Regions from separate parts of the Gossypium arboreum genome. Here region 2 is linked to region 1. The links are chromatin contacts, called in public Hi-C maps. All regions are on one chromosome and are shown on one strand. Each heading gives the region's core, a stretch centred on a gene start, on an enhancer-like site or on the middle of the called end of the contact. The rest is flanking DNA. Distances are from core to core; before and after follow the strand shown.

Evidence for each region. A called contact is a pair of places that touch in the nucleus more often than the background predicts.
Region 2: a Hi-C map of leaf shows a contact between it and region 1, with 4 times the contacts expected there. The contact joins the promoter of LOC108458491 here to the promoter of LOC108460713 in region 1. A contact is called at or near these places in 2 of 5 Hi-C or Micro-C datasets (both in leaf).

The regions. Positions count from the first base shown.
Region 1 is chr6:14,379,151-14,386,387 of ASM2569848v2, reverse strand. It overlaps LOC108460713 (homeobox-leucine zipper protein MERISTEM L1-like), which reads left to right and starts at 3,063. Exons shown (of 12, transcript XM_053029788.1): 1 at 3,063-3,882; 2 at 4,317-4,581; 3 at 4,680-4,797; 4 at 4,936-5,124; 5 at 5,213-5,650; 6 at 5,742-5,843; 7 at 5,956-6,156; 8 at 6,256-6,430; 9 at 6,545-6,816; 10 at 6,912-7,007; 11 at 7,100-7,237. The coding sequence starts at 4,361.
Region 2 is chr6:14,610,023-14,617,346 of ASM2569848v2, reverse strand. LOC108458491 (COBRA-like protein 10) reads left to right here and starts at 3,988. Exons shown (of 2, transcript XM_017757912.2): 1 at 3,988-4,561; 2 at 4,646-6,274. The coding sequence starts at 3,988. The coding sequence ends at 6,060.

The sequences.
Region 1 (7,237 bases), core at 1,814-4,313:
CATTGAACACTGAAAGGATTTGTTGTTCCAGGATAGGATCATAAGGTATGTAAGCTTATTAAATCTCCATATGGACTTAAACAAGCACCAAAGCAATGACACCAAAAGTTTGACAAGGTTGTTCTAGCTAATGGCTATAAAATAAATGAATTTGATAAATGCATATATAGGAAATTTGAAAATGGAAAAGGTGTCATAATTTTCTTATATGTAGATAACATGCTCATATTTGGCACAGATTTGGAACAAATTGAAAACACAAAGAAATTCTCATCAAATAACTTTGCTATGAAGGATCTGGGTGTAGCAGATGTTATTCTTGGGATTAAAATAACCCAAAAGGAAAGCACTATAGCTTTATTACAATCACATTACATTGAAAAAGTGTTTAAAAAGTTTGATATTTTCAATTATATACTAGCATTTACACCCATGGATCCTCAAATAAAATTAGTATCTAATGCTGGTAGGAAATTTGATCAATTGAAATATGTCTAATTGATTGTCTTATGTACATAATGACTTATACAAGACATGATATTGCATATGTTGTTGGAAATTAAGTAGATACACAAGTAATCCAAGTAGTTTGCATTAACAAGCTTTGAATAGAGTACTTAGGTACTTAAAGAAAACTATTAACTATGGTTTGTGCTATAATGGATATCCTTCAATTTTAAAAGGGTATTTGGATGCTAGTTGGATTAAAAGTTTGGAAGATTATGCTTCTACTAGTGGATGGATCTTCATTCTTGATGGAGGAGTCATTTCTTGGGGTTCTGAAAAACAAAAATGTATTATTGATTCCACTATGGAAGCCAAATTTATAGCATTAGTCGTTGCATTTAAAGAAGCACAATGGTTAAGAAAATTGCTTTATGATGTACCTCTATGACCTAAATCAATTTCACCTATTTCTATCCGTTGTGAAAGTGTGACTACTCTAGCAAAGGCATATACCTAAGTATATAATGTAAAGTCTAAACACATTGGATTTAGATATAGCTATGGCCGAAAATTAATCTTTGATGGAGTGATCACTATTAATTATGTGAGGTCAAGTGAAAATTTGGTAGATCCTTTGACAAAAAGTCTTGCTAGAGATGTAGTCAACAAGATCTCAAAAGAGATGTGACTCAAGCCCATTTATGAGAGTTACCTATAACGGAAACTCGACTCAATGCTTGGTATAACGTTACGTCTTAAGTCCAATGAGATAAAGTACATCATTAGTATGTGACTGCTAGCACTATAAATATATCTATCCTAAAATTAAAGTGCTAGATACCCGTAATGATAAAGGAATGATGAGTAATATAATCTTAATAGACTCATAACATAAATATGTTAGAGTGTTATAATTATGGGGGCACTCTTGAAAAATGTCTATATAAAGAGAAATAAAAATTCCTATAAATAGGAATGGGATTTTATTTGGAAATATATCACCAAGTTCTAAAATTATTTCTATCTTTCCTCCATCTTCTAATATTATTAGATTATTCTATAAAGAGTTCCTGCAGAAATTTTTTTATAGAAATTGATTTTCTTGTTATACATTGCCCAGTGCTCAGTGGACTATTTTCGTCAATGCAAAACACAAATAGTCATCAGGTTTCATTGTATCCTCGAGATTTATTTGCTTGAAACTCATTTGCACACCAAGTATAGGTGGGACGATTAGATCCTTAAAGATAGTGGTTTGATACATACTTTGGAGCCTTGTCCTATTTCTTCGTTTTCTGTTTGAGTTATTATTCGTTTGTTCAAACTTTCCTCACCGAACTTTTGTAGTAACAATTTCATCATGAATCTATTCTTCAGACCTAAACTCTTTTTGTTTCGGTGGTTTAAGGAGAAGGAAATGAGATTTTAACATTTACCGTAAACAAATGTTAGTGAGAAAATAATTGAATACATGTCTCAAGGAGAGCAGCAGAAGAAGCATGTCTAAGGAGCAAAAGAAGAATGAGCAACAAAATGTTTGGCCTACACCCTTAGATACATGACCAAATAAGCTTGCTATTTTGAATTCAAGCATGGTTACAAAGAAAAATGTAAATGTTTAATCGTATACGGAATATGGTACTTTTATTTAATGAATCACTTTAAAGTTCATGTCCCATCGAAAAAATAAAAGAATGAATTACTTGTTATTAGAAAAAATAATGAAAGATAATAAATGTTAGAGTAGTTAGGTAGCTAATGCAAAGGAGCTACCCAGGCACAATATTATAACAAAATCTTGGGTAATATGTCAAATATGAAAGGAAAATAACGTTAAAGTTATACTATTCTTTTAGCTGTTGGTTTTGCAATCTGCAATACCCTTTCAATGTTGATAATTAATGCAATAAAAGTAAATAAATACATAAAACAGATCACAGATGAGTTGAATTAATTCATATACCGACCGGATATGATTATACGTATGCATATATGTCAAAAGGAAGAGACGAGATTAAATTTGGTTAGCAATTATGAGAATTGCACCACATAGATTTTGGTAGGCATGCATGCATGGACATGATATATAATGCGTCTGAAATCTGCAAATGCAGATCATAGCCTGTATCCTTCAGACTCAATAATTTCTTGGAAGATTTGAGAGCAAGCCGAAAGATTAAATATATTTCAGTTATTCTAGCAGCAGCTCTAATTTGCTTTTCATGTAATTTGATGGGGAAATCAATTAGTATAATATTCAACCATATATAAAGCAAATATTTAATTCCAAAACAAAACAATAAATATTTGAAAGTAGTCGTTATGATTTAAACTTGTGAGATATCAATTATATATTTTATCCTATGAAAAATTTAAACTTTTTATACTATATGTGTACACAGTGAATATTGTTGCAGATTTCATGACAATATTAGGAAGAAATATTTCTCTTGATTTGAGAATTTATGATGTTCCTCCAAATTGATTGAGATGAAAATTTTACAAGACAGTATTGATGTTAGATATAAGTCCTGTTATTAGTAAATATATTTAACTTCTTTTATCTACAAATATATATATATATATCCTATACCTGCATGCTTATTAGTAAAACCTATCAATATTGGAGCTGAGACACTGAAAACTAGTTGAAAGCTTACAAAGTTAATTTAAAGAAAGGGTAGGGAAGGGGAGATGTTTTTCTCTTTCTATAATTTTTATTTCTATCACTCCCAATTACACCTCTCACCCACCATAAATGCTATTGCACCCTCTCGATGGGCTCTGCTATTAACTCCTTAGCTGCCACATCCTGTCCACCTGTTTCTTCAATTCTCTTCATTTTCCTCAACCCCCCCTAGGAACTTCAAACCCCTTTCTCTCTCTAGACTTTAACCCTATTCTCTCTCAAGGTAGGTCTGTCAAACCAGTGACCCCAAACTCTTAAAAACCACCCTAAAGCCTCCTTTCATTAATCTTTCTCAACAATGTTCAAAAGGGTTTTCTTTTGTTTTGCCTATACGGCCCTTTAAAAAGTCTCTACTCACAAAACCTATTTCTTTCCCTGGACCAGCTTGTTTATAGCACCCGATCTGTGTTCACACCATTTGCCATTCTCTCTTTCATAAATTCGCTTATAAAGCTTTGCTGAGAATCAAGAGAGAGTGCAAAAAGTGTTTGTAATCTTTGGTTTGTGGGGACTTTCTATCAAAATCAACCTAAATACCACCAATATAGGAAACCGGGGCCAAGAATCTAACAAGCAAGAGACTGATATGTGTAGCATGTATTGCTGCTGGTTAGGGTTTTAAAGGTCATCGGCTATCTATGTCTCCCAACATGAGATTTCTAGTGACCAACTTACCACTGCATTTAAGACAAGAAAATAGTTGCCCTAAGCTCTTAGTCTCCTTCTCCAAATAATCCATATATAAGGTAATTTCTTTCCTCCTTTTTTTCCCCAACTTTTGCTGCTCTTTTTATTTCTCCGAGGTTCTTTCACTTTTCCCATGGGAATAGATTACGATAAGCTTTCGACTAATCCATCATTTTAATCTTCGAAGTATATGCTACCTTTAAATATAGTAGCAGTTGGTTATTAAGATATTCAAAGAAAAATCCTTCTCGATAAGCGAACTAAAACTTTTTTTCTTTGAAAGAGAGATGGTATATGGTTTACAGCTCCACTGTTTATTTGCCTTCCAAATGTTTCCACGATTCGATTGTCATGCACTGGTTTTGACTTTTTTAACCTTCTTTATGACTTCTTTGTATTTACATTTTGTGTCTTTCGTTACTGTTCTACAGTTTATTTAACCCTTTTCCCCCTTTATTTTAGTTTGCTTGATTTGTGTATGTTCTCTCGGCAGAACCCAGAATATCCATACCGTCGACATTCGAGCACTTTGTTAACATGTTTAGCCCCAACTTATTTGAGAGTCCCCACATGTTCGACATGTCTCATAAGACCTCGGAAAGTGAACTAATGGGGAAGGTCAGGGATGATGATTATGAGATCAAATCAGTCACTGAAACTATGGATGCTCCCTCTGGAGATGATCAAGATCCTGACCAACGCCCTAAAATGAAGCGTTATCATCGTCATACCCAGCGTCAAATCCAGGAGATGGAAGCGTAAGTTTTTTTTTTTTTCCTCTTACTTAAAGATAAGAAATATTAACATGACTAGTTCTTCTTTGGGGAATTGATTGTTTTGACACTTTGTTGCTCAGATTCTTTAAGGAGTGCCCTCACCCTGATGATAAGCAAAGGAAGGAGCTTGGCCGTGAGCTAGGGTTAGAACCTCTTCAAGTCAAGTTTTGGTTCCAAAACAAGCGCACCCAAATGAAGGTATATTTCCATATATAGGTGAAAATCAGGAGCTCTAATCTGCTTATTTAAGTATTTAGACTTGTTTTATGATTAAGCTTTTCTGTCTATCTAGTAAGCTTTCCTAGCTTAGTTGCTAAAGTTCACCTTCATTAACAGGCCCAACATGAACGCCATGAAAATGCTATACTGAAGGCTGAGAATGAAAAACTCCGAGCCGAGAATAATAGGTACAAGGAAGCTCTCAGCAATGCTACATGCCCCAGCTGTGGAGGCCCAGCTGCCCTTGGAGAGATGTCATTTGATGAGCAACATTTGAGAATAGAAAATGCTCGGTTAAGGGAAGAGGTGATTGAAAAATGCCTCACACATCCCATCTTATTATCAAGTTACCTTTTTATTGTACTTTTTATATTTTGGTTTTCTTGTATTACAGATTGATAGGATATCTGGAATAGCTGCTAAATATGTTGGCAAGCCTTTATCTTCTTTGCCTCACCTTTCATCTCATTTACATTCGCGCTCTGTTGATCTTGGAGCTAGCAATTTCGGGACACAATCAGGATTTGTAGGGGAAATGGATCGCAGTGTTGATCTTCTGAGGTCTGTCTCTGGACCTACAGAAGCGGATAAGCCCATGATTGTTGAGCTTGCTGTTGCTGCAATGGAGGAACTAATACGAATGGCCCAATCTGGGGAACCTTTGTGGGTTCCTGGGGACAATTCTATAGATGTGTTGAGCGAAGATGAATACTTAAGAACTTTCCCTAGGGGAATTGGACCAAAGCCTTTGGGGTTGAGGTCTGAAGCTTCAAGAGAATCTGCAGTTGTCATCATGAATCATGTCAACTTAGTTGAGATTCTCATGGATGTGGTAGGATTTTTTTTTTCCCCAAGTTTGGGTCCATTATATAAATTTTTAGATCCACCCCCATTTATTTATGACAAAAACGATTGATTTCCAGAATCAATGGTCAAGTGTGTTTTGCGGTATTGTTTCAAGGGCTGTGACTTTAGAAGTCCTATCAACTGGAGTTGCAGGAAACTACAATGGAGCCTTGCAAGTGGTACTAAGTACATCTATATGCTTTTCTTTTCAATACCAATCTAATAAAACTTTCCGGCATGCATGCTCTTTCCCTAAGCTCTAAAAGCATGCCTAACATCTTGCATTTTCAGATGACGGCTGAGTTCCAAGTCCCTTCACCACTTGTACCAACTCGGGAAAATTATTTCGTGAGGTACTGTAAGCAGCATATTGATGGAACTTGGGCAGTGGTTGATGTTTCCTTGGATAATTTACGCCCTAACCCAATGTCCAAGTGTAGAAGAAGGCCCTCAGGTTGCTTGATCCAAGAATTGCCAAATGGATACTCTAAGGTAACTTACTCTTTATTTCAACGAGTATATATTTGTTGGGCTGCATTTTATGTTGCCGCTTAACGTGTATACAATGTCATGTTTTCATTATACTTTCAGGTTATATGGGTCGAGCATGTAGAAGTGGATGATAGAGCTATCCACAACATATACAGACCAGTAGTTAATTCCGGTCTAGCTTTTGGAGCAAAACGTTGGGTGGCTACGTTAGATCGACAGTGTGAGCGTCTAGCAAGTTCAATGGCCAGTAACATTCCGGCAGGGGATCTCTGCGGTAACACCATGTTTAGCAGCTTATAATTCTCTTAGTCCTAGGGATACCTTGTTGAATGCAGTGCATTCCATGTTTCTCTGATGTTACCATATCGCTTCCTTTTGATCTCTGCAGTTATAACAAGCCTAGAAGGGAGGAAAAGTATGTTGAAGTTGGCAGAGAGGATGGTGACTAGCTTTTGTACAGGTGTTGGTGCTTCTACGGCCCATGCTTGGACAACTTTATCGGCAACAGGCTCCGATGATGTGCGGGTTATGACCCGAAAGAGCATGGATGATCCAGGAAGGCCTCCTGGTATTGTACTTAGTGCTGCAACTTCCTTCTGGATCCCAGTTCCACCAAAGAGGGTATTTGATTTCCTAAGGGATGAGAACTCTAGAAGTGAGGTACATTAATTAAGCTTCCAATAAAGCCAAAACAATGGTACACTTTTTATGTTAGAATATTATACTAATTTGCAGTTTTTAAATTGAATTTATAGTGGGATATCCTATCAAATGGTGGCCTAGTTCAAGAAATGGCTCACATAGCTAATGGTCGTGATCCAGGCAATTGTGTCTCTTTACTGCGCGTAAATGTAAGTTGGCAAGTTAAACACATGCTTTAGATCTTTAATTGACGACAATCATCCATTTAAGTTAACATCTCTAACTGGAAACCGATCTGCAGAGTGCAAACTCTAGCCAAAGCAACATGTTGATACTTCAAGAGAGCTGCACTGATGCTACAGGGTCCTATGTGATATATGCCCCGGTCGATATTGTTGCAATGAACGTAGTCTTAAGTGGGGGGGACCCGGATTATCTC
Region 2 (7,324 bases), core at 2,739-5,238, 230 kb before region 1:
GGGTGCGGTGGCCAACAGCATGGGCGTGGGCGCAAGGCGGACGGAGGTCTGGGGTTCGAGTCCAGGCTAAGGTATGTTTTAATGTTTTTAAAATGAACGGGACTTCAGCAGGTAACCTTTAAGATAAAATGGGACGGTGTATTATTGAAAGCAAATGCGCGTCTCAGTGCCCAGCAGCATGCTGGGCAACCTGGAGGTCCCAGGTTCGAACAACGTTATGCGCAAAAGGATGTTTCTTTTTGCTGAACGCACGTGGGAAGGACCGTACGGGATTGAAATGCTACCAGCTGCAGGAGGATTCGGCTGAATGGGGGACTGCTGCTCAGCAGTGGAGAGTTTGAATTAAATTCAAACTTTGATTATGGCCATGAATTAAGGAGATAAGGAAGGAATTAAAATTGGAAAAGGATTTTATTTTATTCTAATCTTAATCTTATTTCTTTTTGCTCTTATTCTTTTCTATTTTTCCTAAAAGCTGAACAATTTTCTCATTTTTTTTTTATTTTCTTTCCTTCTCTCATCTATTCCCCTCTTCTCTTTTCTTTCTCCTCTTGCCTATTGTTCTTAAGCTAATCCCTCTCTTTTCTCTTCCGTTATTTCTTCCACAAACTCTCTACCTCTCATTCTTCCTCTCTTTCATTTATAGTAAAAGCTGAACCGATCATTCTTTTCATTGCTAACCGAATATCAACAAGCCAAATCCCGAAGGAGTCAAAGGAAGTCGATTGCTTTATAAAGTGACGCAAAAGCCAAAAGCACAAAGACCCTTGGGTGACTTGGTGGCCGATTCGTAGGATCCTTGTGGTACGGGTTCGCTAGTGTTTTAAAGTGCATTGCGTTGAATCGGAGTTAACACGGGATTGAAACCGTTTGGGTAAGTGAACCTTGGTAAGTGCTCGTAGCTTTAATCAATTCAATATTAGGGAGTTTAAGAAAAGCCGAAACCTCTCTAATTTAGGGAGATGGCCGAATATGGGCATAGACTTTATGGGGTCTTCTTTTAATATTTTTGGTTTATTTATTGAAGGAGCAGCAAGGTGTAGTGTCGATTTGGAGTAGCTTGGATCACCGGAGTAGCTAGGCCCAATCATCAATCGCGACAAAGGTAAGGTGCCTAAGGCCATTTTGGAGGGTGGCCGAATGTGTAAGTGTTAATATTGGATAGTTCTTGATTTGGTTCAATTATTGCGAGCTGATATATTTAACAAATGATTATAGGAGAAATCGTGTAGGAAATCTCGTCGAGGAATATCGCAAATCAGGTGTGTAAACGAACCCTTTCATAGCTTAAAGCGATAAATGCCGAAAAGCCGAAATGCCGAAATTCTGGCATTTCGAGGACTCGTGAGCAAGCGAACGCTCATTAGTTAGTTAGATTCGTTGAGATGATGATCGGGAACATTGGAAACGGTAAGAACGTGATTTTTGGCATTCACGGTAAGTTGGGCCTCGAGGGTCAATAATAGGCCCAACAAAGCTTTGCCCATTTGGGTAAAATTGGCGAATATGAAAACTCGTTAAATTGCGATCGAGACTGATAAAACCATTATGGAATATAGGCTAAATGGGCCTAGACGACGAAATTGGCTAAGTAGGGCCCATTAGGGGTTTTAGGCCCAATAACTCGTTTTCGCTAAAAATGGGCCAGAATCACTGTTTGCACCCATGAATTGTTTGTAACCGTTAATGAACATGGAAACCCTTAATTTTTGGTAAAATTACAAGATTACCGTTATAATATGAAAATGACCGTTTTGCCCTAGGTAAAAAAATGACCATTATACCCATAGGGTTTATATATGAACCTAATGCATGGGATTTTGATAAACATGATATGTATGATATGCACATGACATGTATGATATGCACATGATATGTATGATATGCACATGAGATGTTCATAAATGCATTGGGTTGAGTTTTTATATGGATGGAGGAAGTGCAAAAGGGCTTATGCCCCAGTTATTAAAGGGCTTATGCCCCAGTTATTAAAGGGCTTATGCCCCAGTTATCAAAAGGGCTTATGCCCCAGTTATCAAAAGGGCTTATGCCCCAGTTATTAAAGGGCTTATGCCCCAGTGATCAAAAGGGCTTATGCCCCAGTTATTAAAGGGCTTTTGCCCTGATTATTAAAAGAGGCAAGGCCTCCAAGATATGATAAAGCTATCTATGCCGCCAAGGAGAGTTATGGCGGGGTGGGTCGAGTTAATCCCCACATGGTGTGTTTGGTTGGTACGGTGGAGAGTAGCGGATGGTGGGTTGAGTAGTCTCCCAAATGGGTTGCATTCTTTCATTTGGCATTACATGTGTTATAAAATGGGCCTATGGGCCATACCGCTTCTGAAAAAGGCTTGCCCAAGAATATGAAACTTGAAAAGGCTTCGCCCAGTGTTATGAGATATGAATATGAAAAGGGCTATGGCCCAAGATATGTTTGAGATTGGATTTGGGCTTAGACCCAACAGTCGCTATTGTTTTGGGCTCGAAAGGGCTTGTTGCACACTGAGTTTCCAAACTCACCCCCTTTCCTTAACCTTGCAGGTGAGCCTTGATGTGGAGACTTGGGCCGGAGGGGATTCATAGTGGCCACGGTGATCGCTTTTGGACCTTTAAATAAGAGTTGGTTTTCATTTAATTTCCTTTAATTATTATTTATTTTGGGTTGTAATAAGGCCATTTTTAACTTTTCTTTTATTTCTTCTCGAGATTATTTTATTCTTAATAACTTTAAAATTGGTTGATAATTATTCAAATAGGCTAGACTTAGGACGTGTTTTCAAAACGATATTTGTTTTCAAAAAGTTCAACACCACGATTAATCGATTTATCAAAGTCGTTCACTTAAACAAATTTAAACTCGATATAACAAAGTGTGGCTATGGTTGTGGGCATGTCTAGGATTGGATCCAATCAAAGAGCTTGGTACTTAAGCAGCCTTCATGGCTCACCTCCTCTATCTCGGATACCTACCTGGTGCCTAGCTTACATACACTTTGTTAACTCAACAAAATATAGGATTTTTAAAACACTAAAACGGAACGTGGGTTTTCAACTCCAATGTGGCACGTCAGATTCGGCCATAGCGTCTGGGCCGGGTTTGGGGTGTTACATTTAAGGTTCAGAGTTCGGGTTTGGGCTTTGAGTTTTGGGTTTGAGGTTTGATGTTTAAGGTTTAAAATTCATGTTCAAATTTAGGGTTTAGGAGTTTGGGATTTAAGGTTTAGGTTTAAGGGTTCAAGATTATGGGTTATAGGTTATGAGTTTGGGATTTAAGGTTTGGTTGTAAGGTTCAAGGGTTTGAGGTTTGAGTTTAGGGTATGGGGTTCTATATTTTAGGTTCAGGGTAAAAAAATTATCAAAATTATGTGTCAATGATATGAATTTTTTTTAAATGTCATTAAATAATTGGAAAGGGAATATGAATAATGTGGTGGAAAGGATCTATAAAATACTTTTTTTTATGGATGAGTTTATAATAATTATTTTGTATTTAAATTTTGATGATGTGGTAAAATTTTATTAGTGCCTATAAACTTTAATTTTCAGGATGATACTTATCTAAGTTATTCTCATAAATATAATATGATTTATTTTATTTAACATATAAATATGTAGACCATGGAGATATTCAGAAATTTTGGGGATGAAGCTCCATAAATCATCTGCCATTGCTAGAATTACGAAATTCAAATGATAGTTAATCCAAATACATCGCTAACTTAGAGGATGAGGTTTAAGCTGACTTATTCTACATTAGTTCCATTAGCAGCATCATAATTTGGATTCAATGTTTCCTCCATCTTCTTTCTCTCAATTTCTTCCTCTATTCTTTACTCTACTCACGCTGCACAACTCTGAAACAATTCCTTCATAGAAAACCGAGTGTTACAAACAGTTTCCATTACAGTTCCCAAATATCATTTAAGATTAAACAACTGAGAGCTAAGGTAATTAATCGTTTATCTCTGAGGTGGAGGGGTTGAAGATATGAAATTGTCATGGAAAGTAGTAGCCTTCATGTTGTTTCTGTTTCATTCAACAAATCATATTTGTTTAGCCCAACAAGAAGGTAATGATGAGGCTGATGATGAGGCAGAAAAGCAACCTACGCTTCCCAAAGGGCAAGAACATTGTAAAGGGATATTTATTTGGTACAATTTCATCTCTAGAACAAAAGAGTTTCCCCGTTTGAAGAATACAACAGCCCAATCATGGGCATTCAAGTCCAGAGTGACCATATTGAACATGGGAACCAGTGAGTTGCAGGCTTGGAAGATTTTCATTGGGTTTCAATACAAGGAGATATTAGTTTCAGCAAAAGGAGCAGTTTTAATGAGTGGTGTGGATTTCCCAGCTCCTGTTGGCAATGGAACATACCTCTCCGGATATCCTCAAACCGATCTCGAAACTTCCATCGACACCGCTAATGAGTTTGACAGAATTCAGGTGAAAGTTGAACTCAGAGGCACACAGTTCGGACTGAAGCCACCTGGGAATCCAATGCCTAAAACAATAAAACTTGCAAATGATGGATACAAATGCCCTTCACCGACTCGTCGTAGTGAGTACTTAAAACCCTTTATTTTTTTTTTCTTATATACTTTCATTTTGATTTCCTAACCATAACAATGTTGTTCATCCACAGAAGCCTCAATGTACGTATGTTGTGTGAAGGACCCAAAGTTAAAAGCTAATAAAACTACAAAAACAAAGTTCTTGCCACGACAAAAAGGAGACCTTTTGATTTCGTATGATGTTAGTCAAGCCTACAAAAACAACTACCTTGCTCAGGTAACAATTGAGAACTGTCACCCTTTGGGACGTCTGGACCATTGGAACTTGACTTGGGAATGGATGAGAGGGGAATTTATAAACTCACTCAAAGGTGCTTATGTTCGAAAAGTTGATATTTCAGGCTGTTTAAATGGTAAAGTTGGGGAATACTACGGAGATATGGATTTTTCTAAAGTATTGAACTGCGAGAAAAAACCCATCATTTTTGACTTACCGGCGGAGAAAGCCGATGACGCCCAGATGGGGAAAATACCATTTTGTTGCAGAAATGGCACCCTTTTGCCAGAAACCATGGATTCAACCAAATCAAAGTCAGCTTTCATAATAGAAGTCTTCAAAATTCCACCTGATTTGAACAGAACAACCATATACCCTCCCCAAAAGTGGAAAATTGTGGGGGATCTTAATCCAGATTATAGATGTGGGGCACCTATCAGAGTGGAACCTGCTCAGTCCCCCGATCCCACTGGAGTTGAGGCAGTAAAATATGCAATCGCTAGCTGGCAAATTGTTTGCAACATCTCACGGCCAACCAAAGGCAATTCTAGATGTTGTGTTACGTTCTCTGCTTACTACAATAAGTCAGCTATTCCTTGCGACACTTGTGCCTGTGGGTGTGAAGATACAGCGAAATGCAATCCGAACAAACCGGCAATGCTTCTTCCTCCCGAGGCCCTTCTCGTTCCATTCGAAAATAGATCCGTGAAAGCCAAAGCCTGGGCGCAGATTCAACATTTTAAAGTCCCGAAGCGATTGCCTTGTGGTGACAACTGTGGGGTCAGCATAAATTGGCACGTCTCCTCGGACTACAAACAAGGATGGGCGGCTCGGCTTACCCTTTTCAATTGGAAAAGTATCAACTTCGAAAACTGGTTCACTGCGGTTCAGTTCAAGAAAGCTGGTTCTGGGTACGAAAGAATGTTCTCTTTCAATGCAACATTATTGAAAGAACTCAACAATACCATCTTCATCCAAGGCATAGAAGGGATGAATTATTTGATTGGAAAGAAGAACGGTTCAGACCCAGAAAATGATCCCGATGTGGCTGGAAAACAACAATCTGTTGTTACCTTTAAAAAGAGCGGAAAGACATGGCCCAATATTGCTAAAGGAGATGGATTTCCAACAAAGGTCCTTTTCAATGGTGAAGAATGTGCACTTCCTTCACGTATTCCAGTTTCAACTGGAATCCGAGTCGGTGTTAGTTTATCGTTACTTTTTCTTTGCAAATTTGTGAGCTTGTTGTTGGTACAACGTCTCAACTGAGGATTGAGACTTAATACTCTTTAATGGACGGTAGTTTCATATGAAACTTGAAACTGGGTCTAGATCTTGCGAGTTATACTGTGCCCATTTTCTTTTTGTTTAGCCCATGCTCATTTTCAGTAGGATAACAGACAGAAGTCCCAAACAACCTGTCTGGCCCAATTTACTATGTTCAAATGGTAAACATCTTTTTGACGGGAAACAAAGATATAGTTTAAACTTTAGAGTATTTTTTTTTATTTTATAAATTTTCTCAGTTCTTTTATGTCATCTTATTACTTAAAAATTAATTAAAAACTAGAAATTCTATCACAAGTTTATATATGTGAAAATTACATATTTAGAATACTGATACGTTTAAAAATAACATATAATAAAAAATAAAATGAATGGTTTAAAACTAATTAATAATAATAACATGTGAATTGTGTACGATATTAAAATTTTAAAAATAGATTAAATTGTTTATCATTTTGTTTTCATCAATCTTGAGTAGGTGTTTAGTATTATGTTTGATACTCAATATGTTTTTCAATTATTTTATTTGAAGATGGGATAAATCCCAAAACTATACATGAACAATGATTTAATTTGCAATTGTATATATAAACTTTGATTTTGTGCAATTTTATACTTGAAAGTTTGATTTGATCCAATTTTTGTAAATTATTAACACAATTATTGATATAACATCATTTTATGTTTATATATTATGTACATAAATAATTATATTTATCTAATATAAAAATAAATAAATGTATTTATTTCTTTAAATGTGTATGATTAAATCAAAATTAAAGTTTCAAGTATACATTTAAGGCACAATTAAACTTTCATGTGTATAGTTGCACCAAATTAAAGTTTATGTATACAATTACACATTAAATCAAAGTTCATGTATAATTTTGAGATTTATCCCTTTGAAGATTTATAAAAGTATGAAAAGAGGAAAATACCCTTATAATAATATTAATTACCCTTTAAAGTAAGCGTCTTTTAGTAATTTTACAGTTAAGTTGATGTTAAGTTTGACTCGTGATACTAACCTAGTCAATCACTTTATAAATAGTATAGATATACATATATATATATATATATATATATATAATTGATATACTTATTAAAGTTTCATATTAACATTAAAAATTGCTTTAATTTAATGAATAATATTTAGTATACTGCTGTTGAGTTTTTAAACTCTACAAATAAGGTTAGGAGTTGACAACTGTTGTATAGGAGTATAGTAAAATATTAAAAATAAATA